2 separate regions of the Bombyx mori genome follow, and region 2 is linked to region 1. Evidence: chromatin contacts called from public Hi-C data. All regions are on one chromosome and are shown on one strand. Each heading gives the region's core, a stretch centred on a gene start, on an enhancer-like site or on the middle of the called end of the contact. The rest is flanking DNA. Distances are from core to core; before and after follow the strand shown.

What was found. Hi-C and Micro-C count contacts between places; a contact is called where the count stands out from the background.
Region 2: a contact with region 1 is called in a Hi-C map of whole pupa, with 7 times the contacts expected there. The contact joins two enhancer-like sites. A contact is called at or near these places in 2 of 7 Hi-C or Micro-C datasets (both in whole pupa).

What each region holds. Positions count from the first base shown.
Region 1 is chr27:1,796,951-1,803,755 of ASM3026992v2, reverse strand. It overlaps LOC101740445 (microtubule-associated serine/threonine-protein kinase 2), which reads left to right. Exons shown (of 38, transcript XM_021346221.3): 6 at 5,998-6,101; 7 at 6,656-6,781. Among protein-coding and RNA genes, the nearest start is that of LOC101740445, 77 kb to the left of the region's middle. Within about 2 kb of position 2,250, at least 1 of the 8 cell types and tissues checked has open chromatin away from gene starts, as enhancers often do.
Region 2 is chr27:1,848,986-1,855,639 of ASM3026992v2, reverse strand. LOC101740445 (microtubule-associated serine/threonine-protein kinase 2) reads left to right here. Exons shown (of 38, transcript XM_021346221.3): 2 at 5,116-5,201; 3 at 6,507-6,581. Among protein-coding and RNA genes, the nearest start is that of LOC101740445, 25 kb to the left of the region's middle. Within about 2 kb of position 2,794, at least 2 of the 8 cell types and tissues checked have open chromatin away from gene starts, as enhancers often do.

The sequences.
Region 1 (6,805 bases), core at 1,001-3,500:
TAGACGTGATCATCTAAGGAATGAAATTAAGCGCGGTGTACTCTATAATATATTATGATAAAACTATTTATTTTTCACATAAAAATAAATTTACAATTCATACATGAATTTTCCATAGTAAATACTTTTGTTGTACGTATGAAAATGTATGGTCTCTTTCGTTATTATGACATAGTTTTTCGCAACCTTTTTGTTTTTACCGAATAAAACATAAAATGAATGCGTTCGAAAGACCATCATGGTAATTTTATGACGTCATTTCTTTTATTTGTACACCCAGGAACACGAAGGTATAATATTGGTAATGGCGTGTAAGGACATTTTGTGTTTGGGTGGTGTTATTTATCGTCCATAACGTGAGCTTTTCAAGGACTCGCGGCGTTTTATTTTTGCACAAAAGCTTCGAATGAACTTACCTCTACGATGTTATCTGAGCATTACAACATGTCTTTCTTCAAACGTGACGTGAGAAGGAGTATTTTGCGATAGGCAGTCGTCGTGACCTAACGGATAAGACGTCCGATGCACTCGTGTTGCGCGATGCACCGACGTTCGAATCTCAGGCGGGTACCAATTTTTCTAATGAAATACGTATTCAACAAATGTTCACGATTGACTTCCACGGTGAAGGATTAACATCGTGTAATAAAAATCAAACCCGCAAAATTATAATTTGCGTAATTACTGGTGGTAAGACCTCTTGTGAGTCCGCGCGGGTGGGTACCACCGCCCTGCCTATTTCTGCCGTGAAGCAGTAATGCCTTTCGGTTTAAAGGGTGGGGCAGCCGTTGTAACTATACTGAGACCTTAGAACTTATAATTCAAGGTGGGTGGCGCATTTACGTTGTGGATGGGCTCCAGTAACCACTTAACACCAGGTGGGCTGTGAGCTCGTCCACCCATCTAAGCAATAAAAAAAAGGCAGTGATGTGAACGGTACAATGCCGATGATTGATCTAATTTAAATAGTAAGTTGCATTTTCGTGTACTTTTTAGTTTGTATGAAATACTACCCGCGATTACTTTAAATTCTGTTTTTTTTGAAGTACCGCCATTTCACTTTTATTCTAACGACGTATTTGCACGTGCGTTTTGTGTGCTATTTCACGGAAAGCGTTAATTGGTTTCAAAATACGTGAAAATAGCTCGACGTGACTCAGGACTTACCGAGAACTGGTGTTTAGTCAAGTGTTTGTGTCTCTCTGATAATGATTTTCAGATATTTTATTTAGCGATGTGTCATTTAGTTGCTGGTATTCTGAATCGTCCAAAGAAATGTGAAAGTTTTATTCGAACTATATGTTGAATGAGAAACAAAGGGAATGCTCGCTTCGCACTTAAAATAAGACCTTGCACAGACTAATGAAATTTATAAACCAGTTTTATGTTACGGCGTTTCAGTCATCTAACCCATAAGATGTTTTTATTCCTTCGGATCTCGTGAGGTGATGGATAGTTTTACGCAAGAACTCATCCTTATCTATTCCTATTGCGTAATAAATATTTTTATTGAATTTCGTTTTAAAATACTGTTTGCTGCGAGTTTTTTTTTAGTTGTGATGGAATCAGGACCACAGTCATGTCGCCTTCTTATGGCCTTCAATACTTTGCAGTTTAAAAAAGTTTCTTCCATTTCATGTGAAATCTTTTTAAGTGGGCGCTCAAAATTCCGCTGAGGGCTTTAGCAAAAACGAACCAAAATTCATTTAAATATAACTAGGGTCATTGAAGGTTTCTTAATAAATTTTTAGTTCAAATAATACACACGAATATTACAGGTAATAGAACTAAAATCATTGATTCCACATTGATTATAAAAATACAGTCGTGACGAACTAACCCTTCACACTCGATTCATGTACCATATGATTTTTCATCAAATCTCCCACTACACACAGAATTTACCCCTATTAGTACTCAGAACTGCTGCATTCATCTACTGTGCGTTTTCAGATATATCTTTCTGTTCGTACTATCCGGTTTGGGCACAAATTTTCCTTCGGAATATTCCTTGAGCGCTACGACTTACAAGTGGTTTTGAGAGATGGGTCGTATGCTCATCGACCTATGAAGGCAATAAAACATATCATTTATCTATAGGGAAAAACAACACTAATGATTCGGGTTACGGGTCCTCGTTAAACCAAAACTAAATGGACATTATCGCAGATTTTATGGCATCATAGCGGTCATAGTCAATGTTGCTACCCACTATGCAGAGGACAGGCAAGAATGGAGGAACATGGGCCAAACAAAAGTGCTTCGTAAAGGTCACAGCCCTCAGCACTGAGGAACACGATACAAGGAGAAGGAGTGGCTATAGAGAGGATATCTAATTATCTGGTTGTAGAACGTATTGTAGCTGACCTGGTACGACCAATTTTGGTTTGAGCTAAATATAACCTTGAAAGCTAGAACAGTCAGCCTGTGTACAGTTGTGTGAGTGGTGACCGTACAGTTGGCTGCAAAAGTGAATGGGTGGTCCAGTAAAATAACCATTTAAACATGTCTTAACCCATGAAGTTGCCGTCTTATAATACTGGCCGTTTGAAACGTAATTTATCTATGGGTGGCAACGAACACTAAATTTAAAAGAAATTTTTAAAAGAATAATTGTAATTCTATTTTCAAATTCAATCATTTTTAAAAATACGAATAATTATAGAATATGAGTTCTGTCGCGGTAGCAATGCTGCCAACCAAATGGCTCACAATGTTACTGACGTGTATGAAGTGCACACTTAAAACGAACGCACCACTCTATTGATTTGAACGCTTCCTATATGAAGATTTTGATCTCCAAAACGAAGCCCATGGTCGCTCGAAAACCAAAGTCTTCGGTGATTTAAAGGCGACAGAGGAAGCTGACGATACTCAACCTGCTGTTGTGTTAGCAGCGGCTTTCAACGTTAGCATCAAAATAATATTGGTCCATTTGCGTCAAATTAGCAAGGTAAAAAAACTTGATAAGTGGAGCCGCACGAACTGAACGATCGCTAGCGCGACGAATGCGTCAAGGTATGCCTGGCATTACTTAACAGATACAGGGACGAAGGGATTTTGGCTCGCATTGTCACTTGCGATGAAGAATGGATTTGTTTTTGTTAATCGTAAGGGCGTAATCATGTTGGTTAGATTCTGGTTTAGCATCTAGGCAAAAAATCATGGTCATATCATTATAACAGCATGTTGGTCTAAATCAGCCTTTCCCAAAGTGGGCGATAACGTCCCCTTGTGGGTAAGAGACCCAGAAAAAAAATGGGGGCGATTTGTAGAGGCTTGGGAGGAGATTTGTAATTTCATTTAGGATGACTCTTAGACACTGACTAAGCTCTCGCTATAGTTGTTTTTAAGTAAGTGAAAAAATGGGGGCGCTAAAAAATAATTTATTCTCAAAGTGGGCAGTAGACAAAATAAGCTTGGGAACCCCTGGTCTAAATGGCGACAGCATTCACCGTTCTCCTGCCCTTCTCCCAGTCACCTGAGGTACTACCATACTCCTCTATCATATACCATTTCTTCGCTCACTCCACTCTTGCATATATCGTCTTTCACGCAAATTTCTTCTTAGGCTTACCTTCCTTCCTCTGACGCCGGCATTATTATTGCGAATTTGTACTGTGAGGAGCTTGTTCACAGTGATGGAGAAGATTGTTAATCTCGTCCGAGTCGGGTGTGTAATTAGAGGCGGTCACAATAAGAGCGTTCTGACACTTTTGATATTTTCACTTTCTCTATTTTTATTCATTTGCCTCCAAGCGGTCACAGGATTATAGAAGGATTAAGGTATAAGCTGTTCTGTTGCGACTGTACCGTGGTTGATTTTGACCAAAATATCTTATAGTAGGCGGAGTCATTCTCCTTATTATTACGGACAAGTACCTTGTAGTTCTAGCTGAGACTGTTGCGCCTACGAAAAATAAACATATAACCTTGATAGTACTAAATAATATTGTTTACAGTATTTTTGCACAAAAGGAGATTCTTGTCGTAATGTTTTCTAGTAATTCAATAGTTGTGCCAAATTGAATAATGATAGTCAGATATATGAAATACTTGAATGTTGTTTACCGGTTAAGAAAAATAATAAAAATGATTAATGATTCATTCACAGGGTGTTAATCGTTTTTTTAATAGCTATTCAAATACAAACAACCTGCCTATCTATTTATTGTAATGCACACGTTTACTATATATACAGCGTGTGGTCGTATTATCTAATTTTATTGTAGCATTTATTAACGTGAATAATTTACATGTATTGAAGTTAAGTCGCCGCGCCGTTATGGTCTTCTTATACAATATGATGTTGCGAATTCTGTAATAGTTTGATCCTAAATATTTGAAATTAAGGTTTGGTGATAAAAATAAAGAACAATGATAAAAAGATAGAAAGACCTATAAATTCTGTAATGAAGTACATTTTTTCAACATTGTTAATTTTGATTCTGCTGTGAAGAAATATTGTGTGTGACCAACTAAAATATGCCTTAGTTGAATCATGCGTCATGCGGTTGAAAACTGCGCACGTAACGTAATATTTTTTCATATTTTTTAAACGTATCAATACCTAACACGGACAGAGCGGAGTGTGTCCACGAATGTTCAGAGTTATATGTTATGTAATATCTATTCAGTGTTAATGACATGGCTTAAGATAGGTAATTTACAAACCTTTTACCATTAGTGTAAATACGTGAAATACGGAACCCGAATGTATCGTGACGACCGTCTGGTGTAGTTGTAAGTGACATGGTCACTACACAAGGGGGTCGCGGGTTCGAAGCCCGCCAAGGGAAGATATTTGTATGATAAATGTTTTTTCCAGGGTTATGGATGTATATTAAATATATGTATGTGTATAATAAAAATCTTACATTTATTTCCGTTATCTGGTACCTGTAACACAAGTTCTTCACGAACTTATCACGGGACCAGTTAACATGGCGTGATTGTTAGTAAATATTTATTTATTTGTACCGTATAAACGTTTCTTCCTTCTTGGAATTTGTGAGTAGTTTGAAAATAATTTATGGGTATTTTGTGGGTAATATGGAGAAGAAAAGCTACGAACAGAAAAGTGTGACAAATTCTAGGGAGAGCCTTCGCCAAAGGGCGATCTGATATACAGAAGTGAAGGCTTTTAGAATTTGTTTCAATTGTAAACCGTTGTAAGCCCTTGGAATGCGTTAATGATATCTTCAAATAATTTTGTGTTATAAAATATATTATTTATTGGAAAATATCTTTTTTTAGGTATATTAGGGTACACTCACATTAACATTTCCTACAGTAATATCATAGTTTAAATCAGACTGACTTAGATCATCTTTATGAAGTTCTTCGTCTTCCGTTTTCAAAACCGTTGATATCAAAATTCAAACACGACATCTGCATCCCTAATTATAAATTCATTTAGTACGTTCCATAAATAAATTTTGTTTGAATTCTCCAACGATGACCCAAATTTGTCGCGGCAATATCGCCTCAATCTCGAAACGTTATGTGGCTGTTTTGGCTCGTGCTGTTAACAATTAATTTGGTCGACGAAATTCTTCCTCGTCCGGTGAAAAAGAATAATTAATGGGCTAAGATTCTGGAGTTTTGTGTGAATTACTATGTATTTATAATTATGTGGTTACTAGGTAGTAAGAGTTTTTGCACGTTTTCTCGAAGTTTTTAGCAGCTAAAACTGCATTTTCATCTCTAGTTTTTAAACGACCTTTTCGAACCTCTGGTGTCGATATAAGTTTATTGTAAAACAAACATTAGCTTCAATACTTGAGCCGCAATGTATACATTTGTTCCAATAATTTTTTTTATTGCTTATATGAGTGGACGAGCTCACAGCCCATTTGGTGCTAAGTGGTTACTGGAGCCCATAGACATCTATAACGTAAATGCGCCACCCACATTGAGATATAAGTTCTAAGGTCTATAGTTACAACGGCTGTCCCGCCCTTCAATAAATTAATGTAGGACTCCTCCGCTCTGTTGCAGTCACAATGCTCGTCCCAGGAGCGGTTGCTGGCCGTGCAGACGGCCTGCGACCCGCAGCCCCGGGCGCCGTGTCCTCATTGCCAACATCAGAACTCGCTCAAGTAAGTTCTAGTTTAACTTTACTGGATCGATTAAAACGTCTATATTAATCTCGTATCCTTGGACAATATTATTCACTGTAATTCTCGTGAATTTTCAGCTAAATTTCCAATATCTTCTGTCTCCATTTATTTCCCTACGTAAGCTGGTAGCCTTGAGAGGCTATGCCAGCGTAATCGAGCGTGAAACTCACGGGGCTCTAACCAGAGGATGTTGCTAAAAGTAGCCCCAGCAAGAGCAACGCTTCGTTGAATCTACCACCGGATCGGAAACGCGACCCACTGAGAAGATCCGGCGAGAAACACAGTGGGCTTTTTCTCATCTTCTTCTTCTTGTCCTTAACTCACATTATGTTCGTTCGGAGTAGCATGTTGTCCCTCATTAAAGCCATTCGATATGTTAACGGAAAATTCCAGCACTAGTATTTGGTAATATCATTAAATTCGAAGGGTCAATACATTTTACTATGAGACACAGCAAGATTTGAAAAAGGAGTAACCTATACAAATGCTTCAAGAATAAGAACTTGTTTTAATATCCGTATTTTCTCTTGCAGCAGTTCACAGGGCAGCGGTATGAACAACTGGGCGTCCCTTTCGGATAGCGGCGGCAGTGGCAATGCTGGAGCCCGCGCGCCCTCACCGCAGGGCTTGTCGCGACGGGTCCGGAGTCGCAGTCTCAGGTGAGGCCATTGCTTATTAATCCT
Region 2 (6,654 bases), core at 1,545-4,044, 51 kb before region 1:
ACGTCAAGGTCCGTTTAATGGTATGTGGAGTACTTTTACCTACGATTGACCTTTGATTCATACCAATATTATAAAAGTGAACGTGTGTTTGTTTGTATGTGTTTATTTGTTCGGGTTTTATTATGGAAATAAAGCAACTGTTTGACTTTTTTTAAATAGGTCTAGAGGCTTAATCCTATTACATAGGTTTGTTTTCATCTCGGAAAAAACATTTCGTTCTCACGGGAGACAACATAGAAAATTTTCATAGCCCAGGCGAGTAAAACCGCGGGTAATCTATCTTCTATCTATATACATATATAAAAATGAATTGCTGTTCGTTAGTCTCGCTAAAACTCGAGAACGGCTGGACCGATTTGGCTAATTTTGGTCTTGAATTATTTGTGGAACTCCAGAGAAGGTTTAAAAGGTAGATAAATATGAAAATGCTCGGAATTAAATGAAAACATTTTTTTTTCCTTTGATGTGTCCCCCGTCGGACGGATTCCTTTTGTTTGTTTTAAGTTTATTTTATACAAAAGCTTAGGTATTTTATTTATGGACTAGCGACCCGCCCTCCCTTCGCTTCGGAAACATTAAAACACACATGAAACAAAAAAAAAATTAAAAAAAAAAATTAAAAAAAGTAGCCTATGTTCATCAGGGACAATGTCGGCTTCTAATGGAAAAAGATTTTTTCTAATCGGTCCAGTAGTTTCGGAGCCTATTCGAAACAAACAAACAAACAAATCTTTCCTCTTTATAATATTAGTATAGATTGAGGCACTACGAAGTCTGCCGGGTCAGCTTGTACCTATATAATATTTAAAAAAAAATGCATTACTCTTTTTTTTTTCTCTACGGTGTATTAAAATTATTGTGTCATGCTATAACGGTCATTTCGGAATAAAAACGACCAAACAGAAGAACCGCTTTCTTATGTAAATCAGTAAAAACGGTCTTGAGATGTATAGAGAATATAATGTTATTTATATTGTTGAGAATACACTTCGGTAAACATTACAGTTGTATCTCTGTAGGGTTGTGATGTTCAAATTGATGAACGATGGTTGTCACTTTCATCAGATTTTATTTATTTATATTTTATTTATTTATTTGGAAAACCAACAATACAAAATAAACATATCGTCTTTGTCAAACCAAAATCTGCTATGTGCACTTTTTGAAATTTTTACTTTTTGACCTTTTCGTATAGTTCACAGCCCTATCTACCGTATAAAAAAACTGTTATGTGTCTATAGCTTTAATATTTATCTATAGCTTTCATTCGATATAGTTCTTAAAAATTCACCCTCATATAAAATTTTATACGAAAACGTTTTTACTCGTTAATTCAAAATAGAGTTTTTGCACATACTTAACAGATTTTGGTTTGACAGCGACGATAAAAGATTTAAAAAAAATAGCTAAAACAATAACCAAACATGTTTCCACCATCAAAATCGCGTATAAGTAGAGAGTGAACGAAGGGAAAGAAAAATAAATTTAGAAATTTAAGTTTACACAATCCATAAACTTGTTTGCCGTCATCGAAGGTAAAGGTATTTATAATTAATTATAGATACTTTTTTATTTTTTATTAATAAATAAATAAAGGAAAAGTAAAAGGAAAATACGATAGTACTTTAAATTCGAGCTACAGTTGTCCCTTTCTCGTTCCATTCAAAGAGGTGAGAAAGGAGACGGGTGTGTACAGTTTTCAAATAAATAAATAAATATAAATATAAATATTTACTAACAACCACTCCAGGTTAATTGATCCCGTGCCAAGTTCGTAAAGAACTTGCGTTACAGGTACCAGATAACGGAAATAAATGTAAGATTTTTATTATACACATACATATATTTAATATACATCCATAACCATAACATTTTTTTTTGTATTTAGGCGAGTTCAGAATAAAAAATGCTTCATCACAATCAAGTCAATTCGTTTATTGATAATGTTATATAATATTCATTTATATTTTTCATTTTACGCATTTGATAACGCCAACACGGATAACAATTTAAATAGGATTTTTTTTAAAAAGCTTAGATATAGAACTTCGTTTGTTTTTAATAATGTTCTAATATCCAGTTAGTTTTCCTTTATTATTGTATTATAAAATATACTGATTAAATAAAATTGCCGAATTTCAACACGCATTTCTGAAAAAAATCTGAAAAAATAGGAACCAACTTAGAATTTGAATTTCGATCCAGTGATACGAATGAGATTTGGGGTAGTTTTTAATGTATAAACAACTCCTAATTTATCAGTGTTTACGAATATATAGTTATAGGACCACGTGCCTGTTGTCATGACAACAAATTTACTGTACTTATAATAATTACGGTAACGTTAAGGTTATAAGAATTAAATCAAATAACTCGTTTTTGGCCCCAAATTTGAAAACGACCCTATTATGATATTTTCGCGCTACAAATAATTATCTATATATATAAAAATGAATTGCTGTTCGTTAGTCTCGCTAAAACTCGAGAACGGCCGGACCGATTTGGCTAATTTTGGTCTTGAATTATTTGTGGAAGTCCAGAGAAGGTTTAAAAGGTAGATAAATATGAAAATGCTCGGAATTAAATAAAAATAACAAATTTTGTTTTTCCTTTGATGTGTGTTGTTTTAAGTTTATTTTATACATCTTATTTATCGATTGAGGCACTACGAAGTCTGCCGGGTCAGCTAGTCAGAAATAAAATATAATTATACAATTTTTAAAGATATATTCGTTGCGACGTATGTGACACACCTACCAGAGCATGAGTGATATAATGTAACAGAGAACTGGTATTATTATCTGTTACGCACAGACACTGGCCTTGTAATCGAAGTGATTAAATTTTTTTTTGTATATGTTAATTTTGTTCTAATTCCGGCCTGAACGTTCATTGAACTTTTAGTGTGTTGTTTTAATATTTTAATTTGATTACCAATATTAAATGTGTGTATGTATGTATATCGACGTTTGAAAGGCAAACGAGACTAAGCGACAATAACTGCTTTATACATAAATGATAAGCAATAACCGTATTCGATGCGCAAAAAAAAAATATATTTCTAGGTCTATTAAAATCATTTCAGCTAGATTCGTTAAAATATTTTTTTTTCAGGTATTTCAACTTTAAATTAGTCTACTGTAAAGTTCACGCATTGTCGCTTAGTCACGTTTGTCTTTCAAGCGTCGATATGTATATATGATTGTGTATATATATACTTTTTTGTGTATGTATTTGTAACTTAATATAAATTTCATTGCACCTACCACTATTCACTCTGCACTACCTTTGGTTGACTGGTAGAGAATGCCTTAAGCATTACGTCCGCCAATGTAAATTTTACATGAAGTGTAATAAATAAATAAATGGAATTGTTTACATTGACTTAATATAGCGAAAAGCAAAACTGAAGTTAAAAAGGATCGAAAGCGTTGGTCTTGCGAGTGTTTGTTTGATGCACTGATTTGCGGTCTAACTTACGGGCGATCTGGTGTTAAGTAATTATCGAAGTTCATAAGCATCACAACGCCATTAGTCCCAAGCAGCTGAAAACATGAAGTAAAAGTCTGCTGGTCTCTATCTACTGGTGGTAAGAGCTCTTGTGAGTCCGCACGTGTAGGTACCACCACCCTGCCCATTTCAGCCGTGAAGCAGTAATGCGTTTAGGTTTGAAGGGTGAAGCAGCCGTTGTTACTCTACTGTGACCTAAGAACTCATAGGTCGGTGGCGGCATTTACTTAATACCAGGTTTGGAGGAATTGTTCGAAATGATACCGGCATCTTGTTTTTACCATCGCACCGCCCGCCACCGGAGTAGAGTTCATCCATACGTGGGCTGTTGCTCGTCTGCCTACAGGGCAATAAAAAAAAAAGTTGGGCTGTGAGCTCGTCCACCTATCAATGCAATAAATAAAAAATACTATGCAAGCTATATATACACTTGAGTGTTTCTCGGGTAAAACGGATCTCTATTGTATATTTTTCAACTCTTCGATTTACTCATTCAGCCTGTGTACAGTTGTACTTAGATCAAATGTCCATTTTAACACCTCAACCGAATCGTATTGTTGTTTGGGCCGAATCTTATCAGTCATTGAAACGATGTCGGTCACAGAGCCGGCTGTCGAGTTGAATGGACAAAGCCTTTGATATCAATGAAAACATGTTACGGGATTTAAATTATTATTATTATTATTTATTTATATTTATTTAAAATCTTATTAATAACATAATATTTTTTAATTTTTTTTATTAAAAATACAATTTTTAAAAAACACTATATAAAAATAGATTGCCGCTGAAGGCGGTGTCTACGACACAAGCCACCAGTGGTTAGGACTCCAGAGTGAGAAACCTCCTCACAATGCGTGCAGTATCGAGGATAACTGCTTTCTGTATTAGGCCCTTAACCCAGCTGGATAACGAAAGTTTCTTAAGATGTTGATCGAAACTTTATATTATTTTATTATTATTATTATTACTAGAAGACGACCGAGCTTTGTTCGGTATATTTATTTTTGTTGATAAATTGTGTTGTTTAGTAATTATATTTAAATACGAATTACATATTGATAAAATGATGAAATATTTCAAGATCGTTTAGGCATTTTTAAGTGAACACGTGAGTTAAAAAGACATAAATAATATAAATAAACAATTCATTTTCTTGGTCTAACCTTAAACCAAACACTCATTGGCTTCGGGCAACGGCGGATCCAGAGGGGGGTCGCGGGGTCATGACCCCCTCCCCCCAATATTTTATGCTAGGAGTGTACGTGTATATGTACAAGTTATTATGTGTTAAGTTTTTCAAGTTTTACAATAAAGAATAAATATTTTTAAGTACAGTACTTACGTACATTAATAAAATACCTACTTTTTACTTGTATCTAGTGTTATCAAAATTAAATTATAAGTTCTTGACTTGACTACGACTAAGTATGTGACCCCTTCCTGGCGCCAAAGCTGAATCCGCCCTTTGGCTTCGGGTGGCTTGAGAACGCCATCTGCTGAAATAGCTTTAGTGTTATTGTGTCTTTAAAGCAGCTATTTGCTCTCAATTATGAAAAATTATTATTTTATATATGGATTAAAGTTATGTGTTGTTTCTTACAGATGCGGGCAAGAATTTGCTCACGAATCTTGTGCGCATGCGTCGGTCAGCGCTCGGGAAGTCTGCACCCACTCTCTCGGTACACGTGGTCAGTTGGTTTTGTTTTTTAAATTGACTTTTAACTTGACTTATGTACTACCGGAGTACATAGACGTCGGAACGTGCGTACCGGACTGATTGAGAAACGGAAATAACTTTTACGTAAAACTCCAAAGGAAAATGTATGATTTTAGGAACTTATGAAAGAGAAATGTTCGCAGTTCACAGGTAAAAGTGTGTGTGTGTGTGAGAGAGAGAGAGAGTGAATACACTTTATTGCACACCAAAAACACAATTTACATTCAAAAAACAGTCAAAAAGCAGATACATTTGTACAATAGGCGGTCTTATCGCTAAAAGTGATCTCTTCCTCCTGTGTGGAGGAAAAGTGGTCCTTAGAAGTATTTTATCTCTTTCTCTCGTCGCGGTATATTCAGGTCTGAAACACTGAATTGCGCCCATTTGACCTGATCATGATCCCATTGCTATAGAAATTTTGGGGCTTCTGATCAAAATACCAGTCTGTCTGCCAGTTTACGTCGTCAAAAAATGGCGAGTTTTTGTTATCATTTCTAAGAAATCTAATTGTCTTGACTTACTATAAGCCGTTGAGAGCATTACTTTCAAGAATTTCCATATCATTGCTGTCAAATAACCTAGAATGCTTTTACTATTTGTCCACGTAAAATTTAGTTCGCTACGATCTCAAAGATTTGTCCGTGAGCATTTTAAGGCACCCACACACGACACGAAATGACAAAAATGTTCAACTAAATTAGCGAGTTGACCTTAGGTTTTTTCCTACTCATTTTTTCAGATGATGAATGTTTCGTGTTCTTATGAAGATGTTTGTTTTGTCTTTTCGAACGGGAATTGCACTGCAATGCATTTTTTTGGGTCCAAAATATGCAATTTCTAAGCAGTAGTAACCAAGCGGATTAAAAAAAAAAAAAATTATTGCTTAGATGGGTGGACGAGCTCTCAGCCCACCTGATTGATATTAAGTGGTTACTGTGTCCCATAGACATCTACAACGTAAATGCGCCACCCACCTTGAGATATAAGTTCTAACGTCTCAAGTATAGTTACAACGGCTGCTCCACCCTTCAAACCGAAACGAATTACTGCTTCACGGCAGAAATAGGCAGGGTGATGGTACCTACCCGCGCGGACTCACAAGAGGTCCTACCACCAGTAATTACGCAAATTATAATTTTGCGGGTTTGATTTTTGGCAAATGTATGCTCTGTTAGGATCAAGATAATTATGCTCTATGAAATCTCCCTAGTTTGTATTCTCGAATTCTATTTGACACTCGCCCACACGTCCGTTGATCACAATCTTTTATTCTCAGAAAGAACAGTGCGTGGTATCTCGAAGACCGTCAAGATTGCCGCCTCCGCCTCCACATCACAGGCTTTCACTTGTGGTGAGTTTATTTGCGCTAATAATAAAACTGTACGCGAGAAAAATCTGCACGTGAAAATCGTAATTGCGCGAGA